2 separate regions of the Mus musculus genome follow, and region 2 is linked to region 1. Evidence: chromatin contacts called from public Hi-C data. All regions are on one chromosome and are shown on one strand. Each heading gives the region's core, a stretch centred on a gene start, on an enhancer-like site or on the middle of the called end of the contact. The rest is flanking DNA. Distances are from core to core; before and after follow the strand shown.

Region 1 (5,744 bases), core at 2,047-4,546:
AAATTCAGACTCTGCAGTCAATTAGGATAGATCTCAGAGAAATGGCTATGGGGAATGAAATGTGCCCACCAGGCCACATTAACCAGGCTATAGTTCTGACTCTGGGTCTGCTATCACTGAATACTGTGGACCCTTGTCCCACAAACTTTGGATTCTTAAACTGCCGTGGGCCTAGATAAATAGGAACATTCAGAGGAAGTAGAGAGAAGCCATGCAGTCTGGCATGCCTAGAAATTAAGTGGTGTTGGCACATGTTGGCTTACCACATGAGGTATTCCAGAAGATGTTCTAAGCGGCAAGGCTGGGGCAACCAGAGAAAACTGAGCCCTCTAGGGCGACACCCGAGAGACTGCTGTTTATTCTCTTCCTGATCCTACACTAACTTAGTTCTAAATTTCACTCAGAAAGACAATCTCAACTCTCCAGGATTGCGCAGTGCCTTCAAAAGCCAGGAGGAGTCACTTAGACAAGGGCGCATGGGGTGTCAGACAAGGGGGCAGTGTTATGGAATACAAGTGTCCTAGACAAGATACAGATACCACCTGGTCACTCTCTAATGATTCCATGAGAAATCATGGGTCCAACATTGCCACATCTTGATTTTTTTTTTTTAAGGGCAATGGGAAATTGGAAAATCAACTACTAAGATGTTTAAAAAAAAAATAGTGTCAGCAAGGGCCAAAAAAAAATGACTCTGTGAGTAAAGGTGCCTGCTACCAAGCCTGCCTGACAACCTGAGTTCACTCTCTAGGACCCACAAGATAGGAGAGACTGACCCTGACAAGCTGTTCCCAGGTCTTTACATACCTGTGCAGTGGCACACACACATACACAACCAACCACACACTCACGCACAACTTAAAAAGTAGCATCAGCCAAAGGAAACATTGGAGCGAGGCGTTCTTTATATCACCTCTAGCAAACACTTCACACGAGCTATAAGGTCCTTTAGTCAGAACATCACATGAAAGGAAGGGGCTCACAGACACCGCACGCCTGCCGTGTGCTAACAAGGCCTGTGTGAGAGGTCCCAGGCATCCTGTATTAAAACCTTCCCTCTGTGGTTAGTGATACCTTCACCCATCAGACAAGGAAGCAAAGCTCAGAGAGGTCAAGGAACTTGATTGACGTTACAGGAGGAGGGGAGGGGAGGCTCCTTCCCAGCTTTGTCCAATCCTCAAACCTAGCCGCATCCCTGACATAGTGCATTTGGTGTATTGGGAATCCTAAGAAAATGCCTCGAAGCAGTAACAGACTGAGTCCCTGGGAGAGCAGCAATGAGATCCTTTGGTGGGGCATGAAGCTGGCTGTGGGCTGGACACCAGCCTATCCTTATCTACCTCCACCCGAAGCCCTCTGAGCCGTTAAGCCACTGAGGGCTGTTAAGCCAATTAAAGTCCCAACTCTGCCTCCTCTGACCCTGTGGGCAGCAAAGCAGTAAGCCATGAATCCTGCTCTCCCTAATCTTGAACTCATGGGCCCCAGCTTTGCCCAGATAAGCATGGCTTCCTAAGCCAATTAGTGTGAGGAGACCTGGCATGGGATTCCTCCCCAGCTGTCAGAGTCTGAGCACCCTGAGGTGGTGGGGGGGAGGTGGTGGTGAGCTCCTGGGGCCTCCCTCTTACAGCTCACTAAGTTCAGCTGTACTGTTGCTGCCTGTGTGTGCCAGCGAGTCCCACACACCAGAGAACTTGTGTCGTGAGTCAGTGCAGCTGAGAGATCAAGCTCTCGGTCCCTTCTGAGGAGCTCCATCTTTGGCATAATGTGAAGAGTTTGAACTCTTTATTCAGCATCTCCATTCAAATCAAGCCACCTAATCCCCATGCCTTCCAAAGGAGAGAGCATAACTGTACCTATCTGCTTCTGGCTTTAAACATACCAAGGACTTAGCAAGCGCTGCTCCCATCACTTAAGTGTTCAAAACCTGGTGGCAGGGCAAGTGGGATGCCTCGGCAGGTACAGGAGAATGACACAAAGCCTGATAATCTGAGATCAACCCAAGGGACTCACATGGTGGAAGGCGAAAACTATGAGTTTCACAATGTGAGCCATGGCACACACAAACCACCCCTACACAGGTGCACACAAAATACTTTAAATGTAATTAAAAAAAAACCTGGTAGCTGTGATTAGCACCATCGTTGCTCTGTGAATAGTAGCCAATGAGTAGAGTGGGGGGGGGGGCACAGTGATGTGGCACCCACGGATTGAATCTGCAGTTACTTGTGGAACACCTGCTGTATACCTGGAACTGTTCTAAGTGCCAAGGATAAAGGTGTAATTAAGATGGCAGCGTGGACGACAGTGGATCACATGGTAGCAATGCTATGTGAGAAGATGAACTAGGGACTGGGTAGATGGTTCATTGCGGGGAAAGCTGAGTTGCACAGGCATGAGGAGCTAAGCTCTGATCCCTGGTACCCACAGAAAAGGCCACATGTGCCTGTGACCCAAGTGCTGGTGAAGGAATGGAGACAGGTGGCTAATACTCTCACCCCACACTCAGTAAAAGACCATGTCTCAAGGGAATAAGGCAGAGAGTGAAACAACAGGATACCCGGTACCCTTCGGTGGTCTCTGTGCGCACACCTGCACATGCGCACAGGTACATACACCACACACACAAAGCTGAAACAGAGCAGGGAGCTAGCGAGTTTGCAGAGTAGATGACCTGGGGAGGGTGGCCTCACTACAAGAGATGGCACGTGGGTGAAGGCTGGGCTAGTAAGTGAGATGCAATACCCTTGTATCTTCCGCTTTCTGTGACTTTGGGCAAAGGTTATAACTTAACCTGCGTCTTGGTCACCATAGCAGCATCATGTGGCTTGGGGTGTATGAGCTACACAATATATGCTTCATGTGCGACACCTTGCTTGGAACACAGAAGCATCTGATTGTAATTAGCCCTTTCTGTTTTCATATGTATGTGTAGCTTCATTCCCAAATCACAGTCTCTCCAAATGGTGTCTCTCAATCCTCTCTCCATCATTTCAACCCGGTTACCCACTGCTTTTGTATTGGTTATGAGTCTAGGGTTTTTGAATCATCACACTTACATCTGAAGCATGTTTACAACCGCTTGGACTTGGCTACAGCCCCTTCACAAATGTTCCTCCCTGTGCTGACTTGGCAGGGTTGTTCCAGTGTGGCCTCCCCACCCTCCTTCGGGGGAGACCATCCCCGGTGTGCTCTGCACTCTGCCCTTCCCTCCCCTGCTGTCAGGGCAGCCACAGTCCACCAGAGCCACTCCTAACAGACACAGAGGCAGCACTTAGGCCCTGTCTTCTGATCTATAAAGACCACACAGGCGAGAAACCCTGGGGATCCAAGGGGAGGAAGGGCTGGAAGGAAATGGCTTTGAACCCCAGCAGCTGGGGCAAAGGTCCCTGGGGAGAGGAGGAGGTGATTTGAGATCTACTCTGGCCTTTCCATTCGCCACCCTGCCTTTGTGAAAGTGTTCAAATTCTTAAACCTGGAACTGCTTTGGCCCTCCTCCACCATGGCCCTCCCACCCCACCCTGCCCACAACCAGAGGCAACTGGGGACCCTGGATCTGATACTCAGGAGTCCCAGGGTGCCACTGGCTCCCCTCCCTCCCCAACCCTGCATCAGAGGCTCCCCTCCCTCCCCAACCCTGCATCAGAGGCTCCCCTCCCACCCCAACCCTCCATTAGAGCACTTGGCTCCACTGATGCCCAGGGCCTGCCGCCTCCTCCTCCTCCTCTTCCTCCTCCTCCGTCTGTACCCTCTCTTGCCCCCCCCCAACCAGGGAACCCACACACCCTTTGTCCTGGCTGGTTTTGTGTCAACTTAACACAAGCTAGAGTCATCAGAGGGGAAGGAGCCTCAACTGAGAAAATGCCTTCATAAGATCCAGCTGTAAGGCATTTTCTTAACAATGATCAACGGAGGAGGGTCCAGCCCATTGTGGGTGGTGCCATCCCTGAGTTGTTGGTCCTGGGTTTTATAAGAAAGCAGGCTGAGCAAGCCTTGAGGAGGAACAAGCTAGAGAATAGCACCCTTCCATGGCCTCTACATCAGCTTCTGCCTCCAGGTCCCTGCCCTGTTTGAGTTCCTGTCCTGACTTCCTTTGGTGATGTGGAACATCAATCTAGAAGTGTAAGCTGAATAAACCCTCTTCTCCCCAACGTTTTGGTCATGGTGTTTCATTGCAGCAACAGAAACCCTAACTAAGACACCTTTGAAGGCCACACTTCCATGTTGCCTCTTTCTGAAAGCTTTTCCTGAACAAACCCAGGACCACCCTCAGCATCTCACACCATCTTCTGCTTATTCAACCAGGCAAAAACCATCTTTCTATTTTCCTAAAGTGAAATTTTCTTGGCAGTTTTGTTTATGGAAGAGTTATGCATTCCAGCCACCCCCAAATCGTCTCATTGAGAAGGAATATGATGAAGAGAGATTTCCACTTGCTAATTAGATTTTAGGTTGGCTTATGTTTTGAGACAGGGTCTTACCAATGGCCACTAAGTGGCCTCAGGTGATCTTGAACGTCTGATTCCCTCAGCTAGGATTGCAGGGCATGTCACTACACCCTGATGTATGTGGTGCTGGGTACGGACGGAGTCTAAGGACTTGGGCTGTGGAGGCAAGCACCCCACGACTGGAGCTCTATCTCCAGCCCACAGTTAGCTATTTCTTGCATTGTTTGAAGACTTTACTTCTGATTTTTAGTTCACTAGGACATAACTGATTACATGCATGTGTGTTGTAACACTCAGCTATTTTGATGGGTGCCATGGCACCCACCTCTGTAATTCCAGCACTTGAGAGATGGGTTCAAGGCCAACCTGGTTTACATAGAGAGTCAGCTAAGGCTACAAAGTAAGACCCTGTCTTAAAAACAATATTACTAATTAAGACTTAGATTACATTATTGCCTCTGTGACAGACAGGATGAAGAACAAGGACCTGCAGAACCAAAACCCTATCCCACCACCCACACGGTTTTCAATGATCCACTTAACCCTCTAAACCTTGGTTCCTTATCATCTTGGAGGAAGGGCTAACAGTCCCTGTGGGTAGGTATATTGGCTATATGTACAGGCATACTGAATGAATACATAGACCATGTTTTATACATTATCAAGCATTATTCAGCACACAGCAGTGCTCCACATTAGCTAGTATTATTGACCCATTTTACAGATGTGAAGCTGAGTTACAGAAAGGAGTAGGCTCCCAGTTGATAGCAAAGCCAGGGCTGAAAATTATGTGGTCAAGACCCCTGAGTGCACCTGTGTGGGTTCTAAACCATTTTACTTTCTGCTAGCTAAGTATATGCTTTTGGAAAACATTTTAAATTATATGTGTACATGTGAGAGTAGGGTGTGCATGTGAGTGCAGTTGTCCTCAGAAGCTAGTATAAACATCACTTGCTCCTGGCTTACGTTACAGGCAGCCGAGAGCTGTGTGATATGGGTGCTGGGAACTAGACTCAGATCCTCTGTAAGAGCAGCCCATGCTTTTAACTGCTGAGCCATCTTTCCAGCTTTGAATATATATATTGAGTGTGTGTTTATGTCTTCATATGTGAGTGCAAGAGGGGATATGCTATGGGCATGTACAGAGGTCAAAGGGCAACCTTGGGTAGTCAGTCCTAGCCTTACACCTTGAGGCAGGGTTTCTTGCTTTGCATTTGTGTACACTGGGCTAGCTGGTCCACTGCTTACTGGGGCTTCTCTTCTTTCTGCTTCCCCATCTCACCAAAGGCATGCTGGGAT
Region 2 (5,863 bases), core at 743-3,242, 90 kb after region 1:
TTGCACTTGGCCTCCCTTAGCACAGCCTGTGGCTATACAAACTTCTCACACTGCTGGTATCCTGATCTGGGTAGTGTTGCCCTAAGAAGCCATCCCTGGGTCTTCTCCGGCCTGATTCTGAGGACAGCTGAAGGGGTGCAGTTGTCGAGTTATTCCCTCCTGTGTGGTGCTCGCCCAGAGGTGGCTGTAAGTTAAGAAAGTATGTCTCAGGAGAAGGTGTTCCCAGGCCAAATCTGTTTGAGAAACCCAGGATGACACAGGCATCTTACAAGGACATCTCAGAACCTTTGAGAGTCTTTCAAAACAAAACAGAACAAAAAAAACAAGCATCCCTCCGTGCTTCCTCAAATGTCTAACAGCATGTGTGACATGAGGCACCCTCTTATTGACGATGAGAAGTCATGAATTATGGAGCCCTGCAAGTGCCACATCCCCTAAAAGCAACAATCACTGTCAGTTTGCTGTGGACACATAAAAACCCTTTTCGGTGGATTTTACCACCACACTACAAACACGTATCCACAGGAAATACATATACTTGCTTTATATAGACATAATGAGTTGTGTGAATGCTTGCTTTGGAAGACAGGCTCTCACTGTCTAGTCCAGGAGGATGCTTGGCACTCACGGGAATCCTGCTAGGTTCCCAGTGCTGGCATTACATATGTGCACCACCATGTCCAGCTTCAGGAATGTGATGGTCAGCAGAAGTAGCCATTTTCACCCAGGAATTTGTGTGATCTCATCTAAGTGATACTTGGAGACCTGTGGTTCTGATGGCAGTGTCCCTTTGTCAGATTGCTCCATGCACATGATGGAGTCTGTCCGTGAGAAACCTGGTAAACCCAAGATACCTTCAGACATCTCTAAGCAACACAGATCTGGACCAGTTCCCTCACTGGGTGGGAGGATCAACCTAGCCCTTCCCAGTATTTCAAGGCAAGGGTCCCGATCACATTTTAAGATAGCTCTATCCATGTACAGACTCTGTTCTTTATCATGCCATGTGACCCTGCCTATGTCTGTAATTCTCTCCTACCAAGACCCAGGTGGGTTGAAAAGGGTGACCTTTTCAACACAGGATCCTCACAATTTCAGACTCATGTCCTTTTCCTGTTTCTTCCTGCAGGGACCAAACAACAGCAACAGCATGCCCCCAGGGTTTGTGGAGGGTGAGTATCTGGAAGCTTGGGTCTCAGCATCAGATACATCCATTAGCTTAGATTCTGAGTTGTAACTGATGGGGGAAAGTAAAAAAAAAAAAAAAAACAAACAAAACAAAACAAAAAACCTCTGTACTTGGCTTTTGTGAAGTTGTGATTAATACACTCTGACCAAAAGCAACTTGGGGGAGGAGTGGGTTTGTTTCATCTTGCAGTCTGTGGGTCACAGTCTGTCACTGAGGGAAGTCAGAGTGTCAGAATGGGAACCCAGCAGTTAGCTAGAGACAGGAACTGAAGCAGAGAAAAGGTGCTTACTGGTTTGCTCAACCTGCTTTCTTATACAACCCAAAAGCAGCTGTTCAGGGGAAGCACATGGTTCCTAGTGGGCCAGCCAACCACCAATTCCTCCACAATAACCATCAATCTAGAAAAAAAAAAAAAATCCCTGCAGACTTCCCCACCAGTCAATCTGATTGGCCTACTCTATCTTTGAGGTTCCCTCTTCCCAGGTGACTCTACCTTGTGTCGAGGTAACAAAAACTAACCAGCACCCTTGTATAGTCTCTAAATTACCTGAGCTCCTTGCCCGGGCTCTTGTCTTTCTAGAATGCTGTCCAGTGGTGTGAACAGAGCCCTGAAGGCTTTAACCAGCACAGGCCCCAGCACAGGGGGCTGCTCTGGTGTAAAGGAGTCGGGAACTGGGGGGATGGCACGGGGACCCATCCTGGCATCTCCCGTCTTGGCAGGCTCTGAGGATACCATTGTGGTCGCACTGTACGACTATGAGGCTATTCACCGTGAAGACCTCAGCTTCCAGAAGGGAGACCAGATGGTGGTTCTGGAGGAGTGAGTTCTAGCCTGGTCCCCCCTGAGACACACCCACCTGCAGGGCTTAGCTACACTTCTGTTTTGCATCTTTAAAGAGCCCAACAGCCTAATTCTGGGAGTAAATGATGAGAATCTGACTGCACACCATATAGGACCTACCTCTCAGTAACAAAACCAGAGATGGAAACTATGTCCTCTCTGACAGGCTCTCCACAAAGCCTTCCTAAGGGATAGAGGCCTAAGTGTCTGGGCTCCAGGCTGCCCTGTGGGCCTGGCCCCTTTAGCAATCCCAGGGTCTCTGAGCTCCCCACCTGTGATAGTCACAGTCTTCACCATCAGGACCTCTTACAAGAGTTCAGCTTGTACTGAGATCTGGGAATGATACCTTGTCATGTGTAGCCAAACTCTTGAGCCCGCGGCCTTCTCCTTAGGGCCGCAGCTGAACCAGTGTGAGTGCTTCCAGGACACAGGTCCTGGATTGGGTCAGATAGTCCAGCCAAGGACACAAGTCCAGGAAAAAGAATGGATCCAAAGACCCAGACTGTGGTTTCAGCCCAGACTCCTGTGGCGACTCCTCAGCACGTGCTAGGTTCCCCCACCCCTCATGCTCCTGGCTTCCTGAGGGTGGGAAGGAGAGCTTCTAGACCCAGGTGGGGGGCCACAGCAGGCTGTAAAAGGTTCCTGTGCCAGCTGATCCTCTTCTCCCTCCTTTTCCTTAGGGCTGGGGAGTGGTGGAAGGCACGGTCCCTGGCTACCAAGAAGGAAGGCTACATCCCAAGCAACTATGTGGCTCGAGTTAACTCTTTGGAGACAGAAGAGTAAGTGTTCCAGTTCTGCCTTCCAGAAGGCAGCCAGAGCAAAACTGGCCTGCCACCTTAGCATCTCTGCACACACTCTCTCCCCTGTCTGGCACCTTCTGCCTGGGGCTCTTGGCTTGGCTGGGTCATTCCCATGCTTCAGGTCTCAGACCTGTTCAAAATGGTCTCTCTGTGACTCTCTCGGAGAGGTGTTTTTACTTCCTTCTGAATATATCCCACAGGCAAAAAGGGACGTTGCTTTTTTTTTTTAAATTGTCTGCACATGCACTGTCTGCCTCCCTCCCTCTTGAGTGTTGAGCTCTCACACCTGCGCTCTGGGGTTAGACTGCCTAGGTTCTAATCCTGACTCTTCCACTTCCATGCTGTGTAGCCCCAGACAAGCCCCTTATCATCTCTGTTCTCTGCTTTGAGCACTATAAAATAAGAAGAATAAAGGCGATGATCACGTATAAGCTCTTGATGAGTTGGGGCAGAAGTCAGTGGTTAAGAACACTGGCTGCCCTTCCGGACCTGAACATGGAGGTTCACAACTGCCTGTAACTCCAGCTCTAGGGGATCTCACACCCTTCTGGCTTCCCTGGGTACCAGCTCACACATGCCCATGCAAGCACGCGCACACTCACACACACACACATACATATAGGAGAGAGAGAGAGAGAGAGAGAGAGAGAGAGAGAGAGAGAGAGAGAGAGAAATAATTAATATTTTTTAAATTGACAAATGAGCTAAGCTTAGTGGCACAGTTCTTTAATTCCAACATTTGGAAGGCAGAGGCATATGGATCTCTGTAAGTTCAAGGCTAGCCTGGTCTACATTGTGAGATCCAGGACAGCAGAGCTATATAATAAAATGCTGTGTTGGGGTGGTGGTGGGAAACTATGAATGTTAACTATCTTTCTCCCTTATTGATAACGGAGGCAGCAGAGACCCATAGAACAAAAGTCACCTGACAGGCATGCTGATATCTGTTCAGGACTCTCTCCCCATTGTGGTACACAGACTGCTCCTTATTCTTGTGAGGATGAAAAGAACTTCAGCCACTACGACATGAACTTTTCCATAAGTATCCAAAATAGCAAAGAAGAAAAAAAAAAAAAAAAGATTAGCTCTTTCCCACTAACCCACCCCCTAAAAAGTAAGAAAAACAATGCTTCTTGAGGTCAGGTGTTTGGGCCCCCGATCTGAGTGGGCTGTGCTCTGTATGGCCTGGGGCAGCACGTGAGCAGGGCAGGCTGGTCCATCCTGAGTCTCACACTGTCCCTCATTCACTCCTGACAGGTGGTTCTTCAAGGGGATCAGCCGGAAGGATGCAGAGCGCCACCTCCTGGCTCCAGGCAACATGCTGGGCTCCTTCATGATCCGGGACAGTGAGACCACCAAAGGTGATGCCAGCCCTCCCTCCTCCTGTGCCCAGGCAAGGCGCCTCTCCAACCTTAGGGAAGTCCTCTGAGGAGGGTTGAACAGCTCAGTCAAGTGTCCATACTGCCAAGTTTTTTCCTGTCATTTGCTGCTCTGAGCAAGAAGAGGGTTAAGGGCCTGGACTAGGTGGCTTCTTCTAGTTCTAGAAGATGCAGGCTTAGATCATCAGAAGTGGCTTGAGCCCCCAAAGCAAGCAAACATCATGCTGAAACTTGGTCCCCACTAGATCCTGGTCTGTTTTAAATAGCCACACTACTTTGTCCTGTCCACAAGTCCCATTCCTCCCAGGAGAGGAAACAGTGCTATGTGAGATAGAACTTGACCCAAAACAGGACCTGGCCCTGTGCCTCTGAGACTCACCTAAAATTCTCTATCAGTGGGGGAGGGGTAGTGAGATGGCTTAGCTGGAGATGCCGAGGTCATTTGACAAGCTGAGTTCCATCCCCAGGACCTACACAATAAAGAGGAAGGACCAACAGCTGAAGATTGTCCTCTGGCCTCTACAAGCATGACAGTGACATGCATGTCCCCTACCCCATAAGATGTAAGGGAGGAAGCTCTTTTGTGGGCATGTGGATGGGAAGATGTCATTGGTGTCAAGAGTCTTGTCCCCAAATCTCCGTGTTGGCAAAGAGTCATATGGAATGGGTGACCAGAGTTTAAAAATAAAATAAAAACACCGCAAAGGCAGGGGCATCTCTAAGTTCAGGGCCAGCCTGGTCTACAGAGCAAGTACCAGGACATCTAGGGCTACACAAAGAAACCCTATCTAGAGAAAAAGAGTCACCTCGAACCACATAGACTGGTTCCGACTGGCATTCCCATGGGTGAGTTTCCCCAGGGCAGCAATGCCACATGCTGTGTGCACGATTTCAGATTCCACATGCACAGCGAGCCTTTGGCTCTTTGAACTCAGACCACTTGATTTGAACAGGCCAAGCCAGCTGTATAAAGTGTGATCTGGTTGGTACTATGAGGCATCTAGTTTGGGGGACATCAAAGGCATCTGAGAGTCTGGGACCAGCCATTTGGTCTCTGTCTGAGGTCTGTGAGCATTTAGGCTACAGGGAGGCCCAGCTTGTCTCCCGCTGTGCCTAGAGTAGCTTAGAGATTGACCTGTCTAGTTCTACTGAGAGGCAAAGAAACCAACAGCCCAGTGACAGACCTGTGGACAGGAAGGTGGCCTGGACTCGCTTCCACAGCCCCCTGGAGGAGGGGGCTTGCTGGGGATCTGCCTGATTTAGAACACGGTCCCAAGCACTTGGCTGCTTTCCAGATCCTGCACACCCTGTCTAGCACCAGGTACACCAGGTTCCCCTTGACTGGGATAGGCTAAGAAGGAGCCAACCGGACAGCCTTGGAACCCAAATGTGCTACTTGCCAGCTGTGTGACTCCAAGTGAGTATGTCACCTATAAAGTGAGGCTGATACGTCTATAAAGCATCTGCCTCGTGAGACTATTCACTATGATGAATGATACGATCCAAGTAATTTTAATTGATGAAAACGCACACTGTTCCTGTCATTCACTGTTCATTTGGCCAGCATGCTTAGAACAGCTTGGCTTGTTGTCAGTTGTCATTCAACAATCTAAACTTCCCTCAATGACATTGTGCTATTATAAGAAGGAGGAAA

The links. Hi-C and Micro-C count contacts between places; a contact is called where the count stands out from the background.
Region 2: a contact with region 1 is called in a Hi-C map of bone marrow-derived macrophages, with 49 read pairs. The contact joins two enhancer-like sites. A contact is called at or near these places in 6 of 39 promoter capture datasets (the 3T3-L1 cell line, the C10 cell line, the HPC-7 cell line and 4 more), 14 of 484 Hi-C or Micro-C datasets (3T3-L1-derived adipocytes, the G1E-ER4 cell line, bone marrow-derived macrophages and 8 more), 4 of 115 datasets of contacts at active chromatin or transcription factors (the HPC-7 cell line, embryonic stem cells and large pre-B cells) and 2 of 9 other capture datasets (adipose tissue and embryonic stem cells).

Annotation. Positions count from the first base shown.
Region 1 is chr2:153,035,430-153,041,173 of GRCm38.p6, forward strand. All of the region lies in intron 1 of Xkr7 (X-linked Kx blood group related 7), which reads left to right. Among named protein-coding and RNA genes, the nearest start is that of Xkr7, 6.4 kb to the left of the region's middle. Within about 2 kb of position 3,297, at least 9 of the 459 cell types and tissues checked have an H3K27ac peak or open chromatin away from gene starts, as enhancers often do.
Region 2 is chr2:153,127,134-153,132,996 of GRCm38.p6, forward strand. It overlaps Hck (hemopoietic cell kinase), which reads left to right. Exons shown (of 13, transcript NM_010407.4): 3 at 1,130-1,172; 4 at 1,910-2,009; 5 at 2,711-2,809; 6 at 4,088-4,191. Among named protein-coding and RNA genes, the nearest start is that of Hck, 22 kb to the left of the region's middle. Within about 2 kb of position 1,993, at least 8 of the 459 cell types and tissues checked have an H3K27ac peak or open chromatin away from gene starts, as enhancers often do.